3 separate regions of the Mus musculus genome follow, and all the other regions are linked to region 2. A link is a contact called in public HiChIP or PLAC-seq and Micro-C data. All regions are on one chromosome and are shown on one strand. Each heading gives the region's core, a stretch centred on a gene start, on an enhancer-like site or on the middle of the called end of the contact. The rest is flanking DNA. Distances are from core to core; before and after follow the strand shown.

What was found. Hi-C and Micro-C count contacts between places; a contact is called where the count stands out from the background. HiChIP or PLAC-seq counts read pairs in DNA pulled down with a chosen protein or histone mark.
Region 1: a contact with region 2 is called in a Micro-C map of embryonic stem cells, with 5 times the contacts expected there. The contact joins the promoter of Adam23 here to the promoter of Klf7 in region 2. A contact is called at or near these places in 4 of 484 Hi-C or Micro-C datasets (all in embryonic stem cells) and 1 of 115 datasets of contacts at active chromatin or transcription factors (embryonic stem cells).
Region 3: a contact with region 2 is called in an H3K4me3 HiChIP or PLAC-seq map of bone marrow-derived macrophages, with 3 times the contacts expected there. The contact joins the promoter of Plekhm3 here to the promoter of Klf7 in region 2. A contact is called at or near these places in 5 of 115 datasets of contacts at active chromatin or transcription factors (bone marrow-derived macrophages, effector CD8 T cells, memory CD8 T cells and 2 more).

What each region holds. Positions count from the first base shown.
Region 1 is chr1:63,444,524-63,447,223 of GRCm38.p6, forward strand. Adam23 (a disintegrin and metallopeptidase domain 23) reads left to right here and starts at 1,368. Exons shown (of 26, transcript NM_011780.3): 1 at 1,368-1,889. The coding sequence starts at 1,688.
Region 2 is chr1:64,120,112-64,122,811 of GRCm38.p6, forward strand. It overlaps Klf7 (Kruppel-like factor 7 (ubiquitous)), which reads right to left and starts at 1,278. Exons shown (of 4, transcript NM_033563.2): 1 at 789-1,278. The coding sequence starts at 890. It overlaps Gm35880 (a long non-coding RNA gene), which reads left to right and starts at 1,456. Exons shown (of 3, transcript XR_373464.4): 1 at 1,456-1,560.
Region 3 is chr1:64,955,431-64,958,130 of GRCm38.p6, forward strand. It overlaps Plekhm3 (pleckstrin homology domain containing, family M, member 3), which reads right to left and starts at 1,394. Exons shown (of 8, transcript NM_001039493.1): 1 at 1,265-1,394. It overlaps Gm51627 (predicted gene, 51627), which reads left to right and starts at 1,149. Exons shown (of 3, transcript NR_165472.1): 1 at 1,149-1,397.

The sequences.
Region 1 (2,700 bases), core at 118-2,617, 680 kb before region 2:
GTTAGGACCTAGCGTTACAATGTGAATGAAAACTGTTGCTGCTCGCATAGAGAGTGTGTGTGTGTGTGTGTGCATGCGAACGAACATTGGTTAATTAATTAAATCCATGTGTCCAATAAATACTCATGCTCAAATGTGGAAAGAAGAGATTAAAATTAATATCTGACACCTCAACCGCTCTGCAGTGTGAGATCTGCATGCAGGCCTGTCATCTTTGTCTGTCTCCAGAAGTTCGTTCCGTGAAGCTCGGGTACAGAAGGTGGCTAACAGCCTTGACTGTTATTTTAATCACACACTTCTAGAACCTTCCCAGCCCTTTCCAAGTAGATATCCTTAGCTCTATTTTAAATATCAATAATGGAGTTAGACACCATTGTTATTACTCAGACCAGTCTTGGGAGAGTGGATAAGTTACTGTTGGTGTTACCAGAGTCCAGTGATAGAAATGGGCCTCAAATTTTAATTAGGAACCACCAGAATTAGTAGCGGCTGCTAACCCACCCAAACCAGGGAACTGACAGCACTGAGCGAAAATACCCCCTTTCTCTGCACAAGATACGACTGGATCTCAAAAATAGAAGTGTGTTCTCAGAAATGCCTGCGCACCCCCAAGGCTGGTTGACAAACGATAGATTTCCTAAGATAGCTGCACGGTTGCTTTCTAATCTCTGTATTTCTTCTATTCCAGAATATGGCCCGTCACACTTTCTGAATTTAGCTCTCTTCAAAGCCCTATGGGCACGAGGAGGGAGGACCCACGACCCTGCAAGGGGATCCCAGTGGCTCAGTGCCCACAGACGCCAGCCTGCGGATGCACCACAGTGCTTCCCACTGTCATCCCACTCGCTGCTATGAGGAGCACAGCTATTTTTACCTCCCTGGCTGCAGCCCTTTATTTGAAGGAAGGAAATAAATAAAGGTTTGAGAAGGAAAATGCATAGTCTCAGTTTTCCTTGCGCTGGAGAGTTGGTATAGGAGTGGGTGTTGAGGATGGGTCGCTTTTCTTGGCAAGTTGTTGCCAGATCAGGCTTGCCCCAGGCCTGGAAACCCTTGCACTTTCCTCTTGGGGTCATCCCTGACTGCAAACTTCTTTCTCCCCTACCTCTGGTCTTTGGAGGTGCCACCAACTATTTTGATGCTGCCTGGGATGCTGCATCACTCTGCCCCCCCCCCCCCCCAGGGCTCCCACAGTCGAGCATGCGCAGCGCGGCCCATGCAGGCTACAGCATCAGCATCTGCAAGAGCATCAGCATCCGCACCCGAAACCCCGTTCGGGCGCGCTCCCGGAGGGTGGGGTGCAGTACCGCGCTGCGCGTCCCCGAGTCTCGCGCCCGCGCCGCGCGTGCCCGTGCCGCTCGCTCCTGCGCGCGCCTCCTCAGCATCCTTAGGCCCGGCAGCAACCCCCGCAGTCACTGGTGCGGCCGCGCCCGCCACTGGGAGGGTGCAGCCACTGGAGGAGGCTCCAAGTTGGTGGAGCGGCGGGGACCCCTCTCTGCGGGCCGCTCCCGGAAAGGCGGAAAGAGCAGAGGACGGCGCGCCGCCGTCCCCGAGACCCCAGCCCCTGACCCCTGCCCGCGGCCGCAGCATGCGCGCCCAGCCGGCGTGACCGGCTCCGCCCGCAGCCGCCCCGCAGCCCAGCCCGGCTCTCTCGCGGGTCACTCGGACCGGCGCCCGGGAGCGATGAGCCATGAAGCCGCCCGGCAGCATCTCCCGGCGGCCGACCCTGACGGGTTGCAGCCTTCCCGGCGCCTCCTGCGGCCCCGGCCGCTGCCCCGCCGGCCCGGTGCCGGCCCGCGCGCCGCCCTGCCGCCTGCTCCTCGTCCTTCTCCTGCTACCTGCGCTCGCCACCTCATCCCGGCCCCGTGCCCGGGGGGCCGCTGCGCCCAGCGGTGGGTATGGCCGGTGCCCTTTGCGTTGCCTTCCCCGCGGGGCCCTGGGGAGGAGAGAGAAGGGCACGCAGGTGCGTGTAACCCGGACGAGTGGGTCCCCAGCCTGGCCTTCGAGCGCCTCCCTGTCCACCTCTCCACCCTTGTCCGTCCCAAGCCCAGGTTCATGCTGGTTCACTTTTGGAAGTCCGTTTCTGTTGCATTCACTAAAGACCCATTCCAGTGACTGTGGGTTCCACCCAGAGGTATTTGGTGGCTCCTGAGTCCTTTAGCGCTCTCTATGTAACTTCCAGTGACAGGAAGATGCAGTGAGCTAGCAAGTTGCTTTTTGCCTTGGGGAACCTTCATATGAATGCGGAGGGGTGGGGGGCATGCAATAATAGTGACAAATGCTTGATCCCTCAAATTCCCCACCAGGTTTAGTCCCTACTGTTGGAATTAAGGTGAGAGAGGCATAATTTGGGGACCAGAGAATGAAAGTCTCCAAGACACTCTTTGCGCATGACCTTTGGCTGTGTTTTCCCAAAATGCTTGTCATAATGAGCAATCAGAATAATACAATGTTGAGCACACTGGTGATTGGAAGTCACTGAAAGCAGAAAGCTGGCCTTGGCAGTAAAAAAGAAAGAATTTGGAAAGTTGCCAGCAACTATAGCCCTTTATGGCAAAACAGTTTTTTTTCTCATCTCAAAGTTAGAAAGAAATAGAAATCATTCATATATGTATGTATATATGTGTGTGTGTATATACATATATATATACACACACACACATATATATATTTCTACATTCACACACACATAATACACATAAA
Region 2 (2,700 bases), core at 28-2,527:
TTTCTTAACTAGTCCTCTAAGACAAAGTAGGGAAGCAAGGAAGCACACACCACCCTTTGTCCAAGGTGGTGCTAACCTGAGAGGCACCCCAAACAAACAAACAAAAAGCAAGGACACAGTACAGGCTGCTCTCTCTGGAGGCATTAGCTAGAGAAACCATACAATACATTGTCAGCCTAAGAGAGACATATCTTCTCATCTTCCTTGTACATATCCTTAAGCATCTTTTGTCACCTGGCTTCTCTTCGTACAGCTCACCTTGTATCTAAAAATCAAGCTCCTATTCTTTATTGACACTCAGTAAATTACTGGGAAAAACACTCCGTGCTTCCCCCCACCCCCCTTGACGGTCTTCAGGACCAGTTGAAATGGATAAAGCTGATTTAAGTACTAAGGTCAGAACTCCTGCATCTAGGAACGTGGTATCCTGTCAACCATTGCTCGACCACCTTCCCACCCGGCTCCTCCAAACCCGAGAAGTTCGCCAGCAATTCTCTGCTAGGGGACAGCGAGCCGACAACGTGTGCGCAAGGATGTGTGTTGGTGACAGAAATGCAGGCAGCTAGGACCGGCTCAGCTCAACACACTAAGGGGCTAGGGGTGGGTGGAGAGGTAAGCGCATATGATTGTTTCACAAAACATTTTAAACAACACACAGCCAAAAAATAAATAAATAAATAAAAAGAAAAAATTAATTAAAAAAATTTCAACTCAAAGCCCACACCAAACGCAGCCCCTGCGTCTCCGCCGCCGCCACACGATTTACACAAGTAATTTAAATCATTCACCTGCTGCCAGGTCTCCTCCAGGGATGGCAAAGCTGAGAAGTAGCCGGTGTCGTGGACAAGTTGTAGCTCCTGGAATATACTATAACTAGCCAACACGTCCATGCTGCTGCTGCCGGGCAAAACCGGAGGAGAAACCCTCCCCCGAGCTCAGCTGGGTCTGTTTGTTTGTCAGTCTGTCTGGCTCACCCCCCAAGAAGGCAGACATCCAGTGGCCCTTTTGTTTTGTTTTGTTTCAGTCAACTAAAAAAAGGAGAGAAAAAAAATCAATGCAGGAGAGAGGGAGAGAGGAGGTGAGAGAGGAGGGAGAGAGAGGAGGTGAGAGAGGAGGTGAGAGAGGAGCGAGTGAGTGGGGTGGATCGGAGAGAGGGATCCAGCGTGTACAGTGCAGATGACTGCCAGGAAAAGGGGACTTCACGGGAGTAACAATTCCCTTCCAGGGCTCTAATCACTCCAGCGCGTGGATCAGGAAGGGGAACGCAAACTCACTGACACGAAGCTGCCATCTATATCTGCAGCGCTGTTCGCTCCTAATGCAATCTTTGCTCTTTATTTTGGGAGGTTGCATTTTTTTTCTCGCGATCGCTTCTCTCCCCCCCCACCCCTTCCCTTCCCTCCCCACCCCCCACCCCATCCTCGCTAGTTTGTAGTCCCCCCCCCTTGTCTCCTCCTCCTGCTCTTCCCCCTCCCCAAACTCCCTCCCTCCGCCCCGTTTTGCGCGCAGCCGTGGGATCTCGGAGGAGGGCGTCCATTAGGCCGCGTGTGACCATGTAAGGTAAACAGGGGGCTCATGAAGTCACTGAGGACCAATGCGGCACTCGGAGAGGACCATGGGGCGGGGCCTGGCCCCGACGGCAGCCGCCGATTGGCGCGCTGCGGATCTCCCTGCTGCCTTACAAGGCGGTACGAGGCAAGCTATTTTTAGAGGGCTATATAAAGGGGTAGAGGAGTCCGCCAGGCGGCCGGGGAGCTTGAGCGCCAGGGAGTGTTGCTGCGACACTTGCGCTGGCTCCTGGGACGCCTAGGCGGCCGGGTTCGGGCTGCGCGCTGGCCTCCGACCCTCGCTGCAGGGCTCGCCCGAGCCGCCGGCGCCCGTACCCAGTGCAGATCCGAGGGGACGGGTTGCCGCGGTGGCCGATCGGGAGGTGCGGTCCCGGTCCTGGGTTAAGATGCCTCCTGCGGGAGCAGCCGGTAGAGCGGCGGCGCAGCGGTCGGGGGCAAGGAGCTCTTTGCACTCGGCCTTCCGCCAAGCATGGGGAAGAAGGGTAGCAAGGGAGAGCCCAGGCTCAGGACAGCGTCACGTACCCCAGACTAAAGCCCAAAAGCCAGTTCCGAATTCCCCACAGGGTGCCGAAATGAAGTGCCAGAGAGGAAGTGCCTCACAATGGCAGAGAACAAAGGCGAGCTGCACGGAGACTAGCTTGCGCCCGCCCCCGACGCTGCACGCTGTCCCCGCCCCGGCCCGCGCGCCTCCGTGCGCGCCGCCGATCGCCTACCGCCCTCCTTTTCCTCTGAACTGAGCCTAAAACCTGGCCAGGAGTCTGGTGTCCAGCATCTAAGCGTGTGCATGAAAGAGAATAGGGGGAGCGTGGGTCGAATTAGGGTGCAGGCTGGAGCGGGGAGCAGTTAGCTAGCAGATCCTTACAAGAGGTTTATCCAGTAACTTCATGGAGCAGGTATGGAGCAGGGCTCTAAAGATCTCAAGATTCTGCAAGCTCAGAAATGGAAACCTGTGCAATGCACGTGGTTAAGAGTTGCCCATTTGTTTGCTTGACCTTAAATGGCTCGTGTGCCTTCTCCAAAATACACCGAAAGCTGGACTCCTTTAGAATAACTACAGAATTCAGTACTTAGACACGAGAAACGTCCTTATACCTTCAATGGGAGAAATACAATTTAATCGACTCCATATCAT
Region 3 (2,700 bases), core at 144-2,643, 840 kb after region 2:
AGCCTAATCTACATAGCAATTTCCAGGCTAAACAGGGTTACATAGAGAGACTCTCTCAAAAAAAACATACATATTTAATAACTCATTGAATCTTTGATGAGGTGGCTATTATTCCCATTCTACAGATTAGGAAACAGCTAAATTGAGTAAACTTTCCAGGATGACGAAATGAGAAAGTGACCAAACAAGAATTTAAGCTGAAGTAAGCTTTCAGGATCTTGCCAGAACAATAGCATTGTTAAAGTACTTACTATAAAGACAAACACACAAGTTATTGATGTTATTTCTTGGTACATGACATTTACACACTTCGTGTCAATTTAACCTAATACTTGACTCCTAGTGAAGTTAGATTATGTTACCAAGGTAACACATGTATATTGACCTTTTAAAGACCTCATTTTTGCTATGGTATTTCTTTAAGTAAATGAAATAAAAACTACTTGGTGTTTTAAGCAACCACTTATAACGTGTACTATTCTATAATGCTGTATAAGTACAAGTCACAATTTATTATGATTTGTTGAAAATATTTTACAGGAAAAACCCAGAAGTTTCTTTCTAGTTCCATGGATCAAAGAAAAAAAGGGGAGGAACTAAATAACATTTACAATAATATATCTCAATCTTTTTAACCTGTAAAGGCGCCTTGCTTTGCAAACTATACATATAAGCCCAGCCTCTATTTGTCTTCTGAAATCAGAATTTTTTTTCCAGCTTAAGGGCCTGAGGACTCCTTATCTTGTTTTGTTTGTTTTGTTTTTGTTTTCTAGCTTAATAAGCTTTTCATACAAGACCAATCTATCATTAGTCCTGTACTGTCATTTACTATACATTCAAAATGGGCTCAGTCAATAGAAAGAACAAACGTAGCGTTTCTCTGGGGCTAAAAGCTCTACTGGGGTTTGGTTTCTATGATCGCTGGGGAGGGGTTACTAAAAACAACGCAGAAACAGGATCACCTTATTCAACTACTTTCTAATTTGCGTTACTTGATTCACAAAAAATAAACACCAGGTCATGTCTTCCTCCTCACTTAGCCACCCACAAATGAAGTGCTATCCCCAGCGCGAAATACAACAGAAAGCGGTGCGTGGGAAGAACCCCGGCGACCCCGGGGAGCTCCGGGGATGCGTCATCCCGTCCCCCTCCCCGCCCAAGGCCGCCGTGAGGAGGATGCTCACCGCGGCTCTGGTCCCTTCTCCCCTGCGGCCTGCAGCCGACCCCCGGCAGGACCCCGACCCGGGCAGCCCGCCCTCCTCACCGCCAGCGACTGCGCTCCAGCTGCCGACCATCCCGGCCCGGCTCTGTTTACAAGCGGCTTCTCGCGGTCCCACGCCCAAAAGCTTCCCCGCGGCAGCCCGGCAACAGGATCCGATTACACAGAGTTCCAGCCGGTGAGGACCGGTCCCTCCTACGGGAGGAGCAGGCGGTCGGGCGGGGCCTGACCTCCTTATCTTATTGTTTGCTTTACAGCCTTTATCCCAGGCTTGGTCCCTTCCACGTTCTTCCCAAGACCGAGGATGTTTGCAGTTAAAACTGTCACTTGGAACCTACCAGGGCAGGGCCAGCTAGCAGCAGTTGCTAAGAATAAGAGAATTTCTCAGAAATAATGCTTTCCAAACATAGGAATGAACTGCTTGTCATCTTTGGATAGGTGCACGAACTGCTTTTCATCTTTAGTTAGGTTCACGGTTTTAAAGGATGTGGTTGAGGGGAAATGTCTCTAACCTGGCTGTGGATTCCTAGTCTAGCAGCTAGGGCTTAGGGAAGGGCAAGAAGTCACCTCTCCTGAGGTCTGCTGGTAACCAGCCACTTTGCAAAGACGTGCAGTTCCGGTTGGATGAATCTTCCTTTCAGTTTTCAGTCTTAATTTGCCATCACAGCATACTTCTTAGTCGGTTTTTTTTTTTTTTTTTTTTTTCAATTAAGCTTAGTAAGAGAGGGGCGGGGGCGGGGTAGCACACACTTTTAATCCCAGCACTGGCACTGAGGAGGCACAGGCAAGTGAACCTGTGTGAGTTTGAAGCCAACCTGGTCTACACAGAGAGTTCCGGGCCAACCAGAGCTACAGGCTTTGTCTCAAAAGCAAAAGCAAGCCAAGCAGTGGTGTCACAAACCTTTAATCCCAGCACTCAGGAGGCAGAAGCAGGTGGATCTCTGTGAGTCTGAGCCCCTCCACCCTTGTCTACAGAGTGAGTTCCAAAACAAAACAACAACAAAAGCAAACAAAGCACAAACAAACGCGTGTAAGTCAATGACCAGTATCCATATTCTGTTTAAAAATGGAGAGAATTAGGACTCAACAGGATATATAATATTTTTTTTGAAAGTCAAATCTTTAAAAAGTACAGAATCAAATTGTGATTGGTTGAATAGATTTGGCTCCCATAGACTCATGTTTCAATGCTTGGCCATAAGGAATGGCACTATCAGAGGTGTGACCTTATTGGAGTAGGTACATTCTTGTTGGAGGAAGTGACTGCTACTTAAGCCGGCTTTGAGATTGCTGTATACTAAGGTATAGGTATATTAAGCTCTGCCCAGTATGGAATCAGAGCCTCCTCCCAGCTGCCTGAAGTAGACTGTCTCCTTCTGGTTGTCTTGGCATCTAGATGTCGAACTCTTGGGTCTTCCAGCACTTGCCTGTACACTGCAAAGTTCCTGCCATAATAATAATGGACTGAACTTTTGAAGCTG